Linked DNA regions of Zea mays: region 1 is linked to region 2. The links are chromatin contacts, called in public Hi-C maps. All regions are on one chromosome and are shown on one strand. The core of a region is the stretch at or near the end of the contact, and the rest is flanking DNA. Distances in the headings are between cores, read along the strand shown. Region 1 holds the start of LOC103650745 (BTB/POZ domain and ankyrin repeat-containing protein NPR5). Region 2 has its middle 89 kb from the start of LOC103650745.

Region 1 (4,053 bases), core at 781-3,280, 90 kb after region 2:
ATGGATAGGATAGAAAAAGAAAGAACAGAAAATGATGGAAACTAAAAAGTCAATAAGGCCAACATAATAAACAACATGTAGCTTTCTCAAGTGATCAATCGTTATTATATATATACGGAACCATGCAAAAAGGTAATTAGCCAAGATCTCTTCCTAATACTTTATGTGCTCCCTAATCATCACCAAATAATGGGTTGGGATAATTTGGGCGATTAACAAACAAGCACACATGCATGATGAGGAATCTTTGTCCAATTAGTCAACAGAAAGAAGAATGATCGGCGATATATATACATACATGCATAGCTGCCCTACTCTATATATATGTCTGTATATGTATATATACAACTATATCCCAGCATCACACATATTATTATATATACGCGCCTATATCTAAAATCTCAAGTCCTGAATGTAACAGATGCTGTCTTCCTTGTCATCTTGCACGCTGCTGGTAAAGGGCACGGCATGCCTGGGCCGATACGTTGCTGGAGAGCTTGAAGGCGGGCATTTGTTTCTGGGAAGCTGCTAGGTGGGGCGCAATTATCACCAAATCATTTTGGTGTGTTTAGTTTTTCTGACTAAAGTTTAATCCCTGTAAAATCAAATATTTGAATACCAATTTAAAATTATAAATATATATAGTCTAATTATAAAAACTAATTATATAGAGACTAAACAACGAGACAAATATACTAGCTAAATCCATGATTAACAAATGTTTACTGTAGCATCACATGCATGACGACCAAATCATAGACTAATTAGATTTAATAAACTTATCTTATCGTTTAGTCATTATCTGTGTAATTAGTTTTGTAATTAAACTATATTTAATACTTCTTAATTAGTATTAGAACATCTAATGGGTAGGACTAAAATTTAGTTAGATGGATCCAAACGGGCTCAGACTGTTATCACCTTTTGCCCATATTTCTCCACCTTGTATTTTGACTTGCTACAAAAGCCTATGTGTGTATATATTAAATAAAAAATATTCCCTCTATTTTATTTATCACGTTTTAGTTAAAAATAAATTAGACAACAACAAATATTCAAAAACGAAAGTACATATAAAGATCAGAAGAAAGAAAATACGGATAGTTAGGAATTGTGATGTGTCACCCACCAGTTATTATTAGCAATATATAACGTGTTAACGCCGGCTTCCCCACAGTTTCTGCTGTAATATTTATTAATAGCGACACGCAACATATATATGTGCATGTGTGTCGTCGCTCGAACCACATATATATATATATATATATATATATATATATATATATATATATATATATATATATATATATATAATATTAATGTGTATGTGTATGTGTATACTAGCCTATAGCTAGTCGTTGATTAATCTAATCAAGCTAAGCATGAGTGCATGACTGTATGTCTCTAGTATAAAAATATATATCGAGCTGCATTTACATTATACAAAAACAAAATGCACGCAGAACATTTACATTATAGAAATTAATTAATTTATTAAATGGAAAATAAATAAATCAGCAGTATCACAACACGACATGGCTCCCTGCAGCAGAACATTTAATAGACATACATACAACCATGCAGGGGGGCCGGCCGGGAGCAGATAATTCATCAGTCCAGACATCAGTTGATCTGTGGCATTTAATTTACAGGCCAAACTGTCAAAGCTTGGAACTCTCTTAATTTCCGTCACACGCTATGTCTACATCCACTGAGAGTTAACTGTTTCCAAGGGCCCTGACGAACTGTACGCATGCATGTGCGTGCTCCCCGTCCCACACTGCAATAAGTCGATCGTCTCTGGCTTTGAAAATGATCTGCAATGTTTCGAAAAAGGATCTGCAATTTGAAACTAGCAAATGATGCTCTAAATTTTGTTTTTTTGTTTTTGTTTTTTTTAAACTTGTGTGCATATCTTAAACGCAGGCAGCATAGTGCACAGTGCATAGGATAGCAGAGAAAGCACCAATTATTTATGCCCCCCAGGCGGGCAGGAGCAGGACAGCCACCCACCCATATAAACATACGCTGATACGCACGCCTCAAACCCCTCACTGCGAGACAGCCTTCCCTTCCAAAAAAAAAAATCTCCATCGGCCTGGCCAGCCACCCACATACAGTAACAGTAGCCATCCCCAAGTCCACCTCTAGTCCCTCCTCTACCCGTCTCTCTTTTTCTCAAGAGCTACACGAGAGAGAGAGAGAGAGAAAAGGAGGGGAGAGAGGCACACAACGCTGCTGTGCTGCACACACAAACAAGTAGCAGTAGTGGAAGAAGCGAAGGGATCGGAGGAGGAGAGGAGAGGAAGTGTGGCCGGTGACAGACAGAAGAGAAGAAGAAGAACAAGAAGAGATGATGGTGGTGGTGAAAAGAGACGGGGATGATGCAGCACAGGCGGTGGCGGCTTCAGTTTGAGCAGCTGCGTGCAGAAGCTGAGCCAAGAAAGCAAGCAGCAGCTGCAACCGCTTCCAGTCCCCCCCCTGACTCTCCCAGCCAGCCGCCAGCAGGCTCAGTCGCCCAAGCAGCAAGCACCAAAGCGATCGATCGAGCTGCTCTCCGTCCGTGCTGGTCCCCCTCGCGCGCCTCTCCACTCCCCCCTCTCTCTCTCTCTTTCTCTGATCCATCCACCCAATTCGCCAGCTCCGCCGCCACCCTAGCTAGCTAGCAGCTAGAGTACAGAAGCGGAAGGTAGACCGCTCGGAGGCGGGAGGAAGGTCGACCGACACGAGTAGAGTCGAGCAGGCCGGCACAGCAGCTTGCCTCTCGACCGGCGGCGGCCATGGAGGACACCCTCAAGTCGCTGTCCATGGACTACCTCAACCTGCTCATCAACGGGCAGGCCTTCAGCGACGTCACGTTCAGCGTGGAGGGCCGCCTGGTGCACGCGCACCGCTGCATCCTGGCCGCGCGCAGCCTCTTCTTCCGCAAGTTCTTCTGCGGCGCCGCCGCCGCCGACCAGGCCGCCGCGCCCGGCGCGCTGCTGCTGGACCACCTCAGCCCGCGCTCCCCGTCCGGCGGCGCCTCCTCCTCCTCCCCGCGCGGCGGCGCCGGCGGCGCGGGAGCCTCCGCGGCAGCGGCGCCGGGCGCCGTCATACCCGTCAACTCCGTCAGCTACGAGGTGTTCCTGCTGCTGCTGCAGTTCCTCTACAGCGGCCAGGTGTCCCTGGTGCCGCAGAAGGGGGATCCCCGGCCGGGCTGCGGCGAGCGCGCGTGCTGGCACACGCACTGCGCCGCCGCCGTCGACCTCGCGCTCGACACGCTCGCCGCCGCACGCTCCTTCGGGGTCGAGGAGCTCGCGCTGCTCACCCAGGTAACCATACCAAACTAACCAACCAATTCCAGCATCTCCCTCTTCCCTCACGACTGCAATTCTTCACACGCTTATTTCTTCGGGTCCGTTGCTGATGCTCCTGTTCTTCTTCCTCCTCTACTCCGGGCAAAACATAAATAATACTCTAAATAAATAACAGAGACAACGAGAGGAGGGAAAACAACAGCATCGGTTTCTTGCTTCCAATTTATTTATTTTTTTTCGCGTCTGCTGCTCGAAGGAATTGAGGATTGTGGGGATCAAGACGGGAGTTGGAGTCGGTTATGTTGGGATTGCCGAGCATTCTGCAGCATTGATTTGATCTCGGTACCCCCTTTTTAAATGAAGTGAAGGATGATGAGTCGGAGCAGCAGCAGGCACCAGGCAGCAGGAGGCACTCAGACAGTGTTCGGTCATCGTCGCCGTCGTCCCCCTGCGCACGCGTGCGTACCTGTGCGCTCCTAGCTTTCTTTCCTGGACATCCGTCTTTCTGTCCGTCCGTCCGTCCGTCGGCCTGCTGCTGCGGCTGCCGCGCTTTCTCCTTTCACTCTTAGGGTTCGTTGCACAGAGATCTCTCTTTATCTTTCCAGCACTGTTGGAGAGGAGTGGAGGCATCGCTCTGCCATTTATCCTCTCTCTTTCTCTACCACATCCGCGACGCCATTGCTGCCGCCCACGCACACCACGCACAGTTGCAGCACGAGGATGGCTTGCTTTGGCTCTCCGTACGCCGTGCAGTGCA
Region 2 (4,538 bases), core at 29-2,528:
GTGCCGCTGGTCAAGGGACACGCGGGTCATAAATGTACCGCAGTCTGACGGGCTTGTAGGTTGTTGTGTCACAACTATGTGTACGGCTTCACGAACATGATAAGATCGACGTTGTTGTGTCTTAGCCGGTCAGACCCTTGGATCATTCAAATGATGTAAACCGCTCTCCTTCCCTGATCTATAAATGGGGAGCAAGGTAATGTTTAGATGGGGAGTCAATTATGGCACATCCACATACCGCGTGATTGGATACCCAACTGAGTGCGCGCAGGCCCTGTGCATGTCGTTGACTGTGCATGTCTGGTGATTGGTAGGCTGCACCTGTGGACCCTAGTCTGCACGAACGGATGCAGCCCAGACGTTTTTTTGGTATGCAAGCATGCATGTGTGGAGACGTGGGAAAGGAGATTCTCTGGCCATCCAGGCTGCAGCGAGCCCGGCGTCCTAGAGTCTAGCTACCAATCGCGCCCGTAGAGATTCTTGCTCATTTCTAAGGATAGACATAAAGATGGATTATAACCAATATGTTAGAACTATCATCCGAACCAAGTGGAAAGAGGCAGTTAGGAGGTCATGGTGCTAAGTTAAGTTATAAGCTTGTAATATTATTTACCTTTATGTTCATATAAATCCATGAGTAGTAAGAGGATGTAGAGTATTATCCACACTACAGTCCAAACATCTTTAGATTGCTAGTGTGCTGGTTTTCGGTCGTGCTCAGATTAAACGCACTGCTCGCCCACGCTCCCGCTCTCTAAGGCTGTCTACACCATATAGTGTAAAATGTAGGGTTTAATTTACACTCAAGATTACGCTATTTACAAAGTGAAATTTGAAATAGAGGATGCCATAGATCGGGGATGAGATAAGGATAGACGATGGAGACAGCCTAATATCTTTTTCCCGGTACTCCACGTGCTCCTTTGTCTGTCCATGACGACATGCACAAAAACACCACGCGTTAGCTATAGGTAATTTGCATTGGCAACATTAAACGTGATGGTGTGACTACATGATAAGATGAAGTGGCTATACTATTTGATTATTGTATCAACCATGGAATATCTTTGTATAAACTTAGTTAAATGTTTTTAAAGGACTCTGTTAAATAGATTTTAGAGTTGTATTGTTTTAGAATGAAGACGTGGGAGTACGTACTATATATACCGAGGTAGTACCACAGCAGCGATGTTAAATACGGTACAGATCGACCATATATATGCGCGCGCACGCATGCCTGCGTACCGAGTACCACGTACATAAATACGCCAGAATTGAAGCGTGGACCATGCATGCATGCCGGCGCCACCACTGTACGCGGCGAGACTGAAACAGTAGCAGGAAGGAGTACGTATTCGTCGCAGTGACTCGCAGAATCGCTGGGCCATTTTCGTTTTCCATCGCCGTACGTGACGACGGGCCGCGCCGGCCGGGCGGGGAGAGGACAAAGACCGACGTACGTACGCATGGATCGATCGATCGGAGCTTTGTTTAGCCGGAGAGAGAGCGATGAGACGGCCGGCCGGCCGGGGTCGGCGCGGCGGACACGGGCGAGTGAACCGGGGGAGCTCCTCACATGCCGCGACGTGAGACTCCGTGGCAATGCACGCATGTGGCCGTGTTCTCGTCGCGTCGCGCGCGTAGCTATCACGCCGGCGCGCACTTTGCATTGCATTGCGTTGCGACCTCAGGTCCGCTGCTGCTGGCTGTAGCAAGCGGCTTGGGCCGGGCTGGTGACGAAAAGCTGCGGGGGGGAAACAGTTGGTTTGACCAATGGCTCCTGTGGCCTGTGTGATTACACATTTGTCCTCATGCGATGCCCCCGGCCGGCCAAGCTAGCTAGGAGTGCAAGTCCCCATGTACGTGGTTGAGGGATGGCTGGCTGGCTGGATCTTGGGTGGTGGCCAGTGGGCAGTACGTGGGCCGACTGGAGGACTGGCAGGCAGCTAGACAGGCGACAGACAGACAGACGGTGAGGACATGGACAAGACGTTGCGCATCAGATGCTGTGGCTGGCTCGGCGCGCGCCTCCGCATGCAGATCCGCTCGCAGTCGGTGCGAGATTATGATGTCCATAAACCTTTTCTGGCGCCATCCATCCTCCACCCATCGCATCCCATCCATTAGGCCTGCTGTGCATGGACCGTGAGAGCTGAGGGGATCCGAGATGCGCGTGTCCCCTGTGTGCTAGCTTGACAAAAATGAACAATGCATGTCGGAGCACCAGGTCGATCGATGATGGTGAGCCAGGCGGACTGTGACTGTCCATTGCTTAGCTTGGATTGGAATTGGATTGCACTGGATGGTCCTTGAGCTGCTGCCACTCGCTGTCGTCGTCTCCACAGAATAGCTCGCTCCAGATCCAGTCCATGACTAGCTAGCTGGTCCAGACTGCCACTAGCTGCATCCATCCATCTCCAGTATAGCGACCGTGCTGGGGAGACGATCATCCGATGATCTATAGCTAGAGTGGGCGCCCGACGACATTCCCATGGCGCGCACGGACAGAGGAAGCTATGGCGAGCAGTGCAGTGCAGTGTGCAGTGCTGTGCGCGAACGGGCGCGCACACAAGCTAGGCCGTGCCGGCCGGGGCCGGGCAGGTCTCTCTTCGGGGCTTCGGCCTCCGACCCGACCCTCACCCTTCACTTGTCAGCACGCACGATCGAGCTAGAGCTAGCAGTAGCTAGCTCCTAGCAGCAGCAGCAGCTACCTACAGGTCGTACGTAGTAGGTACGGCTACCACCGTACTACCACCCTGCACCCAAGAGTGAATTCAAGACCCAACACGCGATGAACTGTGGCGTACCATATGACTGCACGCCTACTCACCACATTTAGGGCCAACTAATTGCGCACAGCGCCTAATGTCTCGGCCGGAGCCAAAGCCTATTAATGGCGGCGCTGTACGTTGCGCTTGTCTCAATTGTTAGAAATAAAAGCAACTTAGTGATGAAACACCGATTCTAACAATTATAAAAGGAGCAGCCATATGTTTCTAGTGTATATATATATATATATATATATATATATATATATATATATATATATATATATATATATATATATAACTCACTAGCATTTCATAATCTAGTGCTAGTGACTAAAGAAATAAAAATAAGAGACGGAAAAAGTATAGACATTTTTATAGTGGGGTTAACGACGCTAGAATAATGTAAGAGTAGACGAAACAAATCGACAAAAAACCTCAACGGCGTCGTAGAGGAAGCATACGACCAGCGAACAGTCATGAAGCGCTTGCCAAAAACCTGATACGACCCCTACCCCGTGTAGGGACATGAGGGGACGTAGGCTACGGAGATCCTGCTCTCCCAACCCCGATGGCACGTTGGCATCGGCGGTGGGAGGGAAAAGACGAAGGCAACACGACACTTTGGAACGAGGAGTTTAAGTCTGTGCTAAGGGCGACGTCTCGCCTCCATTACATACACACGATGCAGCTAAGGCAAATAATTAGTCGTGCAATCACAGCACTAACGTGATTGACTTGCAATCAATCAATTAGATGAATCACAGTTAATGCGGGAATAATTGTGCATGCCTGCGTGTTGCAAAGTATCACAACCAGATTGTGGTTGTTTCATTATTGTATAGCGACCTACGTGTCGACATGTGATGCTTCAAAGATTCTCCATGTAATTCATTTCCTAGCTATTAGATGTAGTAGCTTTGTATAGTTACATGGAGGCACTTCAAGCATGATGGCAATAATGATCACCACAAGCCAAGAGGCAGGCATGGCAATGGAGACCACAATGAATCCAAAAAGGCCATACTATCCATGATATGATATGATTATATGCTGTGATGTTTATCTTCTTGTCGTACTATTCCTTTCATGCATTACATATGGTGGATGTTTTTGTTGTGATAGAATAGCTTCTCTCGGGAAAAAGCTAAGTTTTTATGCATTTTACCAATAGCTGCACTTAATGAAGCTGTGATCGTTGTGTGGTGTGTTTGCCAAAGCAAAACACCATCAACTATCTTTGTGATTAAGGTGGATGTTGGACATTCACATGTTGGGAATAGTCCCACATTCTGTGGTGAGGGTGGGAAAGCATGGTTTATATGGTTGAGGGTGCAACCCCCTAATCGGCTAGCTTTTTGGGGGGAGTGTTGGCCCAAGAGATCTAAAGCCCGCTGCTATACGTGCGGGCGCGTGTGTCGTGGCCCGACAGCCTGGGTGGGCGCGCCGTGTGTGCGGGCGGCCCCGACGGACACACCATGTGTCGGTGGTCCAGTTCCAACATTTGGTATCGGAGCTAGGATGGAGACGCCGCCGGCAAAGGATGGCCTCAAGATGTTCGACGGCGTGGGCTCGACGAGTGCCGTGATGGAGCGCGTCATCAACACCAGCTTCGTTGAGCTCCCGCTGTTGACCAAGGCGAATTACCACGAGTGGGCGTTGGTTATGCAGGTCTCGCTGGAGGCAATGGAACTGTGGGACGCTGTGGAGGCCGTGTGCAAGGAGCATCCCAAGGATCGGCGGGCAATGGCCACCATCCTGCGTGCAGTG

What was found. A called contact is a pair of places that touch in the nucleus more often than the background predicts.
Region 1: a contact with region 2 is called in a Hi-C map of ear, with 2.7 times the contacts expected there. The contact joins the promoter of LOC103650745 here to the enhancer-like site in region 2. A contact is called at or near these places in 6 of 25 Hi-C or Micro-C datasets (ear, leaf, root tip and 2 more) and 1 of 3 datasets of contacts at active chromatin or transcription factors (leaf).

Annotation. Positions count from the first base shown.
Region 1 is chr3:152,084,137-152,088,189 of Zm-B73-REFERENCE-NAM-5.0, forward strand. LOC103650745 (BTB/POZ domain and ankyrin repeat-containing protein NPR5) reads left to right here and starts at 2,031. Exons shown (of 2, transcript XM_008676308.2): 1 at 2,031-3,311. The coding sequence starts at 2,781.
Region 2 is chr3:151,995,048-151,999,585 of Zm-B73-REFERENCE-NAM-5.0, forward strand. No RefSeq gene overlaps it. Among protein-coding and RNA genes, the nearest start is that of LOC103650745, 89 kb to the right of the region's middle. Within about 2 kb of position 1,279, at least 13 of the 20 cell types and tissues checked have an H3K27ac peak or open chromatin away from gene starts, as enhancers often do. A contact at or near this core is called in ear and tassel, where this site is marked.